Regions from separate parts of the Mus musculus genome. Here region 2 is linked to region 1. The links are chromatin contacts, called in public Hi-C maps. All regions are on one chromosome and are shown on one strand. Each heading gives the region's core, a stretch centred on a gene start, on an enhancer-like site or on the middle of the called end of the contact. The rest is flanking DNA. Distances are from core to core; before and after follow the strand shown.

Region 1 (4,677 bases), core at 687-3,186:
GGATGGAAGAAATGGCTTTATTGTAGTCAAATTTAAAACTGTCAACTAGAGCTGGAAGCGCTCTCATTCTAGTGCTGTCCTTAATTTTACTGTAAACAATTGCCTCTTCATTCCTGCAAACTTTCATTGTAAGAAGTACCTAGTCATTTGGTCCATGCCACAGTTTTAAACGAATTCAAACACACCTGAAGATCACCCATAGCGCATCATCTTGGGAGCTTATTGTTAACAGTTTACATGAGGTTTCTAAAATTTCTGTTTATTTTGCCAAAGGTGTGTGTGTGTGTGTGTGTGTATGTGTGTGTTCTCGGGTACCATCCACATAACTTTTCAAATAGGGTCTTCCACTGTCTTAGAAGTTGTTACGTTGACTAGAGTAGCTGACAAATAAGGCCCTGTTTCCGCCTCTTCAGCTCTAGAATAAGCTTATGCCACTACGTTGCTTTCTTCCCTACCCCCCTTTGTCCTGGAGATTGAACAGATTGTTCAGGCCCTCGTGTTTGCACAACAAGCACTTTACCAAGTGAACCATCTCCATAGCACCAGACATTCATACTTTAAGGCGCTAACTAGTACATAAAACACCTTCTAAGACAGTACACTTGGCTCTCATCATAGTCTTATGCACTGTAAAGGAAAGTCATTATTTTTCTTTCAATTCTGTAGGCAGACAAAACAGAAGCTTTAGAAGATGAGCTGATTTAGTCAAGCAAGCCACTGCCTATTAAGTGGCCCATCTGGAAATCTGTTCCAGGCATCTGGGCCAAAGAGATGATGAGAGTGTTTACAAGGTTCCCACAACACTCTATCACTTTGTCTTTGGATTAAGACGAAAGGACTTAGCTTGAGCCCCTAAAGATTCCCATTAGCCAGTATAACAGACATCAGAGGTGTGTAAAGCAGTGAAAGCAGCAGCTATATAGAAAAATACACAACAGGGCTGAGGACTGAACATCTCCACAAAACATATAACATATGCTCAGGATTAAGTATAATATGGTAATATTTGAAAGATGAAGGCAAGAACACAGACAAGTAGGCTGTGTACAGTGGGAATTGTTAGGGGAGGATTTTAGGAGATATAGAGAAAGAATAACTTGAATTTAGTTTAGAAAATGTTCAGAGAGGAACATGAATATACATCAGACTACCAAATAGAGAGAAAAAGGTCAGGAGAAGTGAAAGGCATGGAACGGTCAGTGTATACTCACCTTTTGATTGGCTGGGAAAAAGGATCCTTGTGTAGGGTAGGAAATTGTGCACAGCTGAAGTGATCAGCTATTGCAGAACCTTGAACTGTCAGCCTGGGCGAGTCTGCTAATGTGTGTGTGTGTGTGTGTGTGTGTGTGTGTGTGTGTGTGTGTGTGTGTGTGCATATGTGTAACTATGAAGGCCAGAGACTGGCCTTATGTGCTGTTTGTCCTCAGAAGTTATCCACCAAAATTTTTTGAGACATATTTACTCACTGGTCAGGAACTTCAGCTTGGCTGTATATCCTACAATCCCCAAGGAAGCCTGTCTCCACCTCCACAACTCTCTTCCAGCTTCTTCTTTCTTTTTCTTTTTAATGCATGGATTTCCTGTATCGAGTCTGGGTCCCCCTGCTTGTGAGGCAAGCACTTTACAGGCTGGGTTACCTCTCCAGTCTATTTTCTTAAATCTAAATTATTTTTATTAAATTAGTTTTTTTTTTGAAAGTCAGGTGGTTGATTCAGTGGAAGATTTCCAAAACTTCACACCTTGATTGATTGCTTTAGCAATGATTCTCTTTCGTTCTGCTTCCTGAGGACAGTTTGGAAGAATAACCGGCAGGTAGCCACAACTTTTAACTAATGAAAGCTTAGGCAGAATCACTCAGGTTTTCATAAAGCAATTCGCAAAGGCCCACTTGATAAGGGTTTTTCTCTTGAAGGAGCCACACCCTCAGGCTCTTGGAGGGACTTCCCTGAGAATCTCCCCAAGGTTGACTCTCTTTACGTCATTGGATTGAGGACTAATGTTGAAAAAGACTTTTTTTTTACAAAAGGGAGAAGCCAATGTCAAGCCAATGAAGCCAGAAAGTGTGGTAAGACTTAGGCATTTACAGAAGATAATCACCGTTGACATTTAAAGTCCCTTGTTCGAACACATGTGCACACGCACACATGTGAGCACACAAAGTATTACGGAAGTTAAAGTTGAGGCTATTTTAAATCTTATCAAAACCACCATCAGGAAAAGATGACAAAAGTGCTGTATGCTTATGGGTAGCTCCAGTCCCTACTAATGTTTGACAAATTGTATAGCCAGTAGACAACCCTATCATATCTGCTTGAGATAGTGGTGCTATTACAACACTGGAGATAGCAAAGCACAGAGAAGAGAAGGTAAAAGCCTCTGCCATTGCATATGGTTGTGTAATGTTCAAGGTGTGACAAACCTTCTCATTAGGATGAGTGTGTTCTGTGCAGTGGAAAGGAAAAACCTGTCATGTACCCTCACTTGGTCTCTGAGGCATACATCAGGAAATCCTGGACTCCATGGATCCCTTTGAAAGGATGCCTCCCAGTTTAGCAACTGTCTCACTGTCACATGATGAAACCTAGTTAGGTGAAACTTTTGCTAATGTCTGGCACCTTTCTAGACACAGAGCTGATCCTCTGAGTCCATGAATGAGGTAATTTCTTAAATAGGCATGGACTGTTCAGAAAGGCAGCCTTTATCACACCCATACCAGGAAGTAAAACTAAAACCTGGAGAGGAGACAGTTTGCAAGACTATCACTTGAAAAACACTACTTCATTATGTTCTTAGAAAAAATATATATCTCAACAACCAAACACATCTTGTATCAGGTGTATAACCCCAATTCCATTCATCAGTAAGTCATCAATAAGCACACACTTTAATGGTCTCAGAGTGGCTTAAACATTGTCGTAATTTCTAATGTGAATTTCAAGTCACCTTATTATGTTTTCACTTTTATTTCATATATTTTGTCTCTATCAAATTTTATTCTTTTTCTTCTTGTGGTCACTATCTCTGCCCCTTAGGGATTGGGATGAGCCAAGGAGAACATGAATAAGAAAGAGAAGTGGGGCATGAATACTGTCAGTATTTAAGATACTTTGAAGCAGTAGAACAAAATCATACACCATTGCACAGTTAGTATAGACGTGTAGAAAATCCTGTCCCAAACTGATTTAATAAAACTTGGCTTCATAATAATGCCCATCACTTTTCTTATATTTTACATAAAATTCTGGAAGGTAGCAGTGTTTGATTTTAAGTCAGGAAAAGAAAGGAAGACATTTGTGGTGGGGGGGGGGCATTTGTCTACTCTCTCAATAGTTTTTATCCCAATAATCACTTGAAAGCAAATGCTTTGGTTAAGAGACCCACAGGTAGGCTCAGAACAGAAGTACCATTAGTTAGTTTAGGCGTGAGTTTTACTCATTCTGATAGCTCTCCTATTCTTCTGTAAAGAACATACTTATCTATGCGTCCACCCATCCCTGAGATGACTAAGTAAGGAGCAGATACCTCATTGCTGTGGTAGATCTCAGGCCATTAATGTCCAGCCAAATTAGCCAAACTGGTGAACCCTAGGTTCAATGAGAGATTCTGTCTAAAAATATAATATGGAGAGCAATAGAGAAAAGTGTCTGATGTTGACCTGTGGCCTCAGTATATACACTCATGGATGATTGTACCCACATATCGTCATGAATAGACATGCACACATCTCAATGCATATAACATGTATATACACACATGCAGACATACACACACACAGGAGAGGGGGGCAGAATTCAGATATCATGGTGTTACATCTAGTTTGTCTAAAAGTAGGTCTGTGGTAGCAGTAGACATAACAGATAAACTCTTAGACTACAGACATAAGGAAGAGTTTTCTCTGTGCATTCTACTGAGCAGAAGCAAGCAAGCCTATAGCTTCAATCTCCATTGAAAGCCACTTGATGACTGTCACACAACAGACCTTTAGGTGAAATCAGTGCACGGAGGGGCAGACATAAAAGAACCAAGTCTTTTGCAGCTGAATGTGTGACATGATCCTTCCTATTTTCTGTGTTTGCTGTTATAGGAGATAGAACGCTACCCTCTTATCCCAACCACTTCATGTTGTGTTATCAAAACCATCATTACAAATATTCTCTTAGTGCTGTGACAGTATGAAGACCACAAGTCCACCTTTCTTTTCTCTCTTAGCATTCCAGTAGACATGGTTTTGATACTAATAAAAACACTGGAAGGGAGATGGACATGTTGCTCAGATTCAAAGCACAGACATGCAAACACGAGAACTGCACTTTGGGCCCGGAGGATGTGTGTAAATGTTGGATGGGAACAGCTTCCTACCTGTAATTCTAACTCTCCAAAGACAGTAGCAGGGCAGATTAGCCATTCCTGTTGAGCTCTGGATCTAATTGAGGGGTCTTGCCTCAAAGAACAGGGATGAAGAGTGATGAGGAAGATTGCTGGCATTGACCTTGAAACTCCACATGCAAGCACTCACATATGCACATGTACCACACCATACATGTGCCCCACATGTGCAAATGTGGACATATGACTGTTCACTCACTACACATGTATTGAAAAAATATACCAGAATAGCAAAATGTTGGTCTTGTGAGTGGAAGTTTGAATTTCAATACTGAGCCTCATGCCATAAAT
Region 2 (4,368 bases), core at 1,258-3,757, 490 kb after region 1:
TCCAGAAAGTACTAGAGACATGGATGGTAACTCTCAGGACTCAAAGGGAAGGACATTAGATAAAATGCCTAACAGTGGGGAGAGGAAACTCGAAAAGTCCACCTCAAATAGATAGGAAGGGCCTCAAGAGAAATGGTGTTACCAACCCACAGGCAAAATTTCTGACCCAGAAGTGTTCCTGTCTAAAAGAACTGCAGGGACAAAATTGGAGAATAAACTGAGGGAACGTTTTTCCAGTGACCAGCCCAGTTGAGGATTCACCTCATGGGGTGGGGGTGGGGGCACCAAGGCCTGATCCTATTACTGATGCTATGCTATGCTTACAGACAGGAACCTAGCATGGCTGTCCTCTTTGAGGCCCTACCAGCAGCTGACTGAGACAGACTCAGATACTTATACCTGTCAGGAACCTCTATGGTTGAATTAGGGGAAAGATAGAAGAAACAGATGAGGAGAGCGGTCCCATAGGAAGACCATGTCTCAACTCACCTGGACCCCTGGGAGTTCCTAGACACTGAGCCACCAATCAGACAGCATGCAAAAGCTGGTCTGAGCCCCCCAGCATAGATTGTGAAATTTTAAAAAAATGATCATAACCTCTCATTCAGTGGTAAGGGAGTTTTTTTTTTAATTATGCCTTTGGTATTTTGTGTATTCTAGTTCACATTTAGCTTTTCTACATAATACTTTGTATGCTTTTTCAATGCTCTGTTTTGAAGGAAACTCTTTTTCAGTCGAAGATTAAAGTAGCTGGAAGATTGGCTTGAACCAGAGATTTCTATTCATACTGACAAAGCCTAGTAGAAGCAAGGAGAGCTGCAGCTCAGAATGGTTCTATTTTATTTCTGTAGGAAAATAAATGACCTAAAGTTATTGGTGTCAAATTTGAAATAAAACCAATGAGTTCATAGTCAACTGAGGAGACCCCCCAACACTAGTAGTTTATCAATTCTACAGTGGGAAAATATTGACATAGTAATGATTTTTGTCTTTATCAAAATCAGACAGTAGTTTCCAAAGTCTCACAGACTTGAACAGATTCGTCCAAGTAGAAGGCTTTACTTTAAAAATTGTTTCATTTATAGTCTTGTTTTGTTTCTTCAATACCAAGATTTTATTGTCCCAAGACTTTTTAGAGTTTTGAATTTCTTTCATCCTTTAGGTTAATGTTCTTCTTAGATAAATTTCAAGATGAATCCTTGGATAAGAGAAATTCATGGAAAACTGTATAATCGGTAGAGAACCTTCCTCTTGACTTGAATTGCTCACTCCTCTAGACCAGAACTCTTTTGTATCTGGCTTGGAGTAAATTAATTTCGTTAGATTAGGGGAAAATGGAATTCTACTTTTCAATTTGAAATTCACTTAGTATCAAAGTGACTGTAATTAATTTTTTTTCTGATGATCTGAAAAATGTAGTCATAAATTATAAATAACCTATCAAAGGAACGTTGGAAAGTACACCTGATAAAGAACATTGCAAGTGTGGTCCACTTTCTTTCCTCACATGAAATGTGATTTTCTAACACATGAAAGGCATGCGATTAGTGCCATCTAGTGCACTGATCCATCATGGGAGCAATCTTATCAGTTCATCATAGTTTGTTTTTTCAAAAGGCTTTCTGAAAAGTCATCCAATTTCTCAAGACCATTTAATTCAAGTTAATATTAAACCGTTGATTTAATTTTTGTTAAAAGCTAACCTATTTACATGCTACAGTTCTTAAAGAGAGTTAGAAATCAGATAGATCATTAATTCCTTATCATTATTTTAATTGATTGGGATTTTCCTTGAACTCTCTGGAAGCATAACCTACAGTTTATTGCTTTAACCTGTGGGCACACCAAAAATAATTGTGTGTGTGTGTGTGTGTGTGTGTGTGTGTGTGTGTGTGTGTGTGTGTATGTGTGTGTATGTATGTGTGTGTGTATGTATGTGTGTGTGTGTATGTATGTATGTGTGTGTGTATGTGTGTGTGTGTGTGTATGTATGTGTGTGTGTGTGTGTATGTATGTGTGTGTGTATGTGTGTGTGTGTGTATGTGTGTGTGTGTATGTGTGTGTGTGTGTATGTGTGTGTGTGTGTGTGTAATTTGTTGCCACCACTAAGTTCAGTAGTGATCTCTATTAAGTTTCTAATTGTATCAAAAATATCAGTTTTCTGATTCAGAGATTTCTCTGTGTATGATAAAAATACCACGACTTCTGAGGCCATCGCAGGAGATTTATTCCTCGGGAGTTAATGTTACTAATTTGAGAAAAACAAAACAAAACAGAAATGATAAAATTCCATACACTGTGCTTAAGTTAGTCCTGGGCGCTCCCACACATCCTGCCTATTTAATTCATTAAGATTTCTCTGGCACATTGAGTGCCTGAGAAAATTTTGAGTCAGAAATTACAGTGACTTAAAGAAAGTCAAGTTGATTAATAATAGTAATGCAGCACACAGCGATCTCTCCAGGGGAAGGTTAGTCACAGAGAAAATTCTGTCTCAGTTTCCTTTTATCTGATAAGGTAGCCAACCTCAGGCAAACAGTGCAGCCTATAAATGAGTTGGTGTTCCCCGGTGTCCTATGTTCTGTCTCAACAGCTTTTTCTTCTCCCCCTAACCATGTCTTCTTCCCCCCGATTTCCATCTTCTCTCTACTCCTTTATTAACTTACCTTCCAACTTTTAATAATGTCAAACTAGGAGATGGAAGAATATTGGAAGGAATGTGTTCACTGGCAAGGCAGCTTGTTCTCCCTTCCATGTAACACCAGACAAATTAGATATGAGATCAGTAGAATACCTACATCATTTCTAATGACCAAGAATTCCTAGACCTAAACTTGACCTATTTAGTTTGGTCTGTGGTGTTCAGTGTTAGTGTAAATTATCCTTGCATGTATTGTATACAATAGATGTAATTAATGGGTGCCCCTTTAACATAAAGGTAGTCCCAGTTTCAGTCACTTATTACTTATTTTCATGATATAGTAAGTATTTCTTTGGCCGTGGAGAAGAGTTAAAGGGATTTTCATTATAGAAAAGCTTATAAGAGGCTGAAAATAATCTTTAAGATGAGATAGTTCAAAATGGTAGCAAGAACTATGAAGACGTTTATAAGAAAGAACATTTGGAATGGGGTAGGTTTAGTAAAGCTTTGAGGATTATTAAATATTATTGGATTCAAGAGAATATTTTGAAAGGCATATATTTGAGAAGTAGATAGCTAAAAGGAATAAGGATTGTGTCCTGTTCTACAACTGATGCAAAGCTCATACATCATGCAACATTTAATAACTGAGCAAATCACAATTTACTGCTGACTGAAGTTTCAGAAAGTGCTTTTATGGAAATAGTGTTTGAGCAGAAAAAATAACTAAGACTATTTTATGAACTGGAAAATGAAGGTAACATTATTTGTGACAGATAAGTTTAGGAATTGTGTATAGGAAACTAGAAATATTTATTACTCTGTTATTCATCTATTTTTGTACATGTATACATTTGTCAAAGGATACATATATACATTCAATAATGTCACTTCCTATTTAGGAAATCATACAATACAACAAACTTGGAAATAATCCCAATGGATACAATGTAGCTTCCTGATGAAGACACATAAGCTACGGAGAGTTTATTAGTAAACTATACTGTGACTTGCCAGCAGAGTTCTGTAAGTTCTCTGTCTCTGTCTCTGTCTCTGTCTCTCTCACTCTCTCTCTGTCTCTCTGTCTCTCTGTCTCTCTGTCTCTCTCACTCTCTTTCGTGTGTGTGTTTCAAGAGAGGAACATTCATTAGGAACATTATATTCTAATAAAACTACTACCTGCATATAACAGACATGTCAAATAAAATATAAGTAAAGTAATATTTTTACTATTGATACAGTCTATTCCTTATTGACATGGGTAACAAGCATCTTCAGCCTAGCTCAGGAGAAAAGTTATAATATATAGAGGAAAGTAATTTGAATTCTGTCTTCTGAAACATCACTCATATAAGAGGTCACCCTGTGTAGTCACAAAGGGTGAACTTCCCAGCAGATGTGGGAAAAAAACACAATTTAAAAAGGAAGAGATTTTTAAATTTTGTATTTTTTCATTGTAATCATATATCTCTGTGACAGGATGTATTTGTTTGTTCTCATGTCACTGTGTGAGTGTAGAAGTCAGACGAGAACTTTGTAAAGTTGGTTCTCACTTTCTACCTTTACCTGGGTTCTAGGAATGAGCTGTAGTCATAAGACTTTTGTGATAAGCACCTGGCCCAACTGATCCTTCTCACTGACATAGTAGTCATGCATTTTGTGCTTCATTAAATGGTAGGCATACAATTTTTGCAACCTAATTTTAATAAGGATGCAGCTACAATCCT

What was found. A called contact is a pair of places that touch in the nucleus more often than the background predicts.
Region 2: a Hi-C map of group 2 innate lymphoid cells shows a contact between it and region 1, with 8 times the contacts expected there. The contact joins two enhancer-like sites. A contact is called at or near these places in 3 of 484 Hi-C or Micro-C datasets (epidermal suprabasal cells and group 2 innate lymphoid cells).

What each region holds. Positions count from the first base shown.
Region 1 is chr2:9,365,665-9,370,341 of GRCm38.p6, reverse strand. All of the region lies in intron 1 of Gm13219 (predicted gene 13219), which reads right to left. Among named protein-coding and RNA genes, the nearest start is that of Gm13219, 16 kb to the right of the region's middle. Within about 2 kb of position 1,936, at least 7 of the 459 cell types and tissues checked have an H3K27ac peak or open chromatin away from gene starts, as enhancers often do. A contact at or near this core is called in group 2 innate lymphoid cells, where this site is marked.
Region 2 is chr2:8,875,225-8,879,592 of GRCm38.p6, reverse strand. No RefSeq gene overlaps it. Among named protein-coding and RNA genes, the nearest start is that of Gm30957, 70 kb to the left of the region's middle. Within about 2 kb of position 2,507, at least 2 of the 459 cell types and tissues checked have an H3K27ac peak or open chromatin away from gene starts, as enhancers often do. A contact at or near this core is called in group 2 innate lymphoid cells, where this site is marked.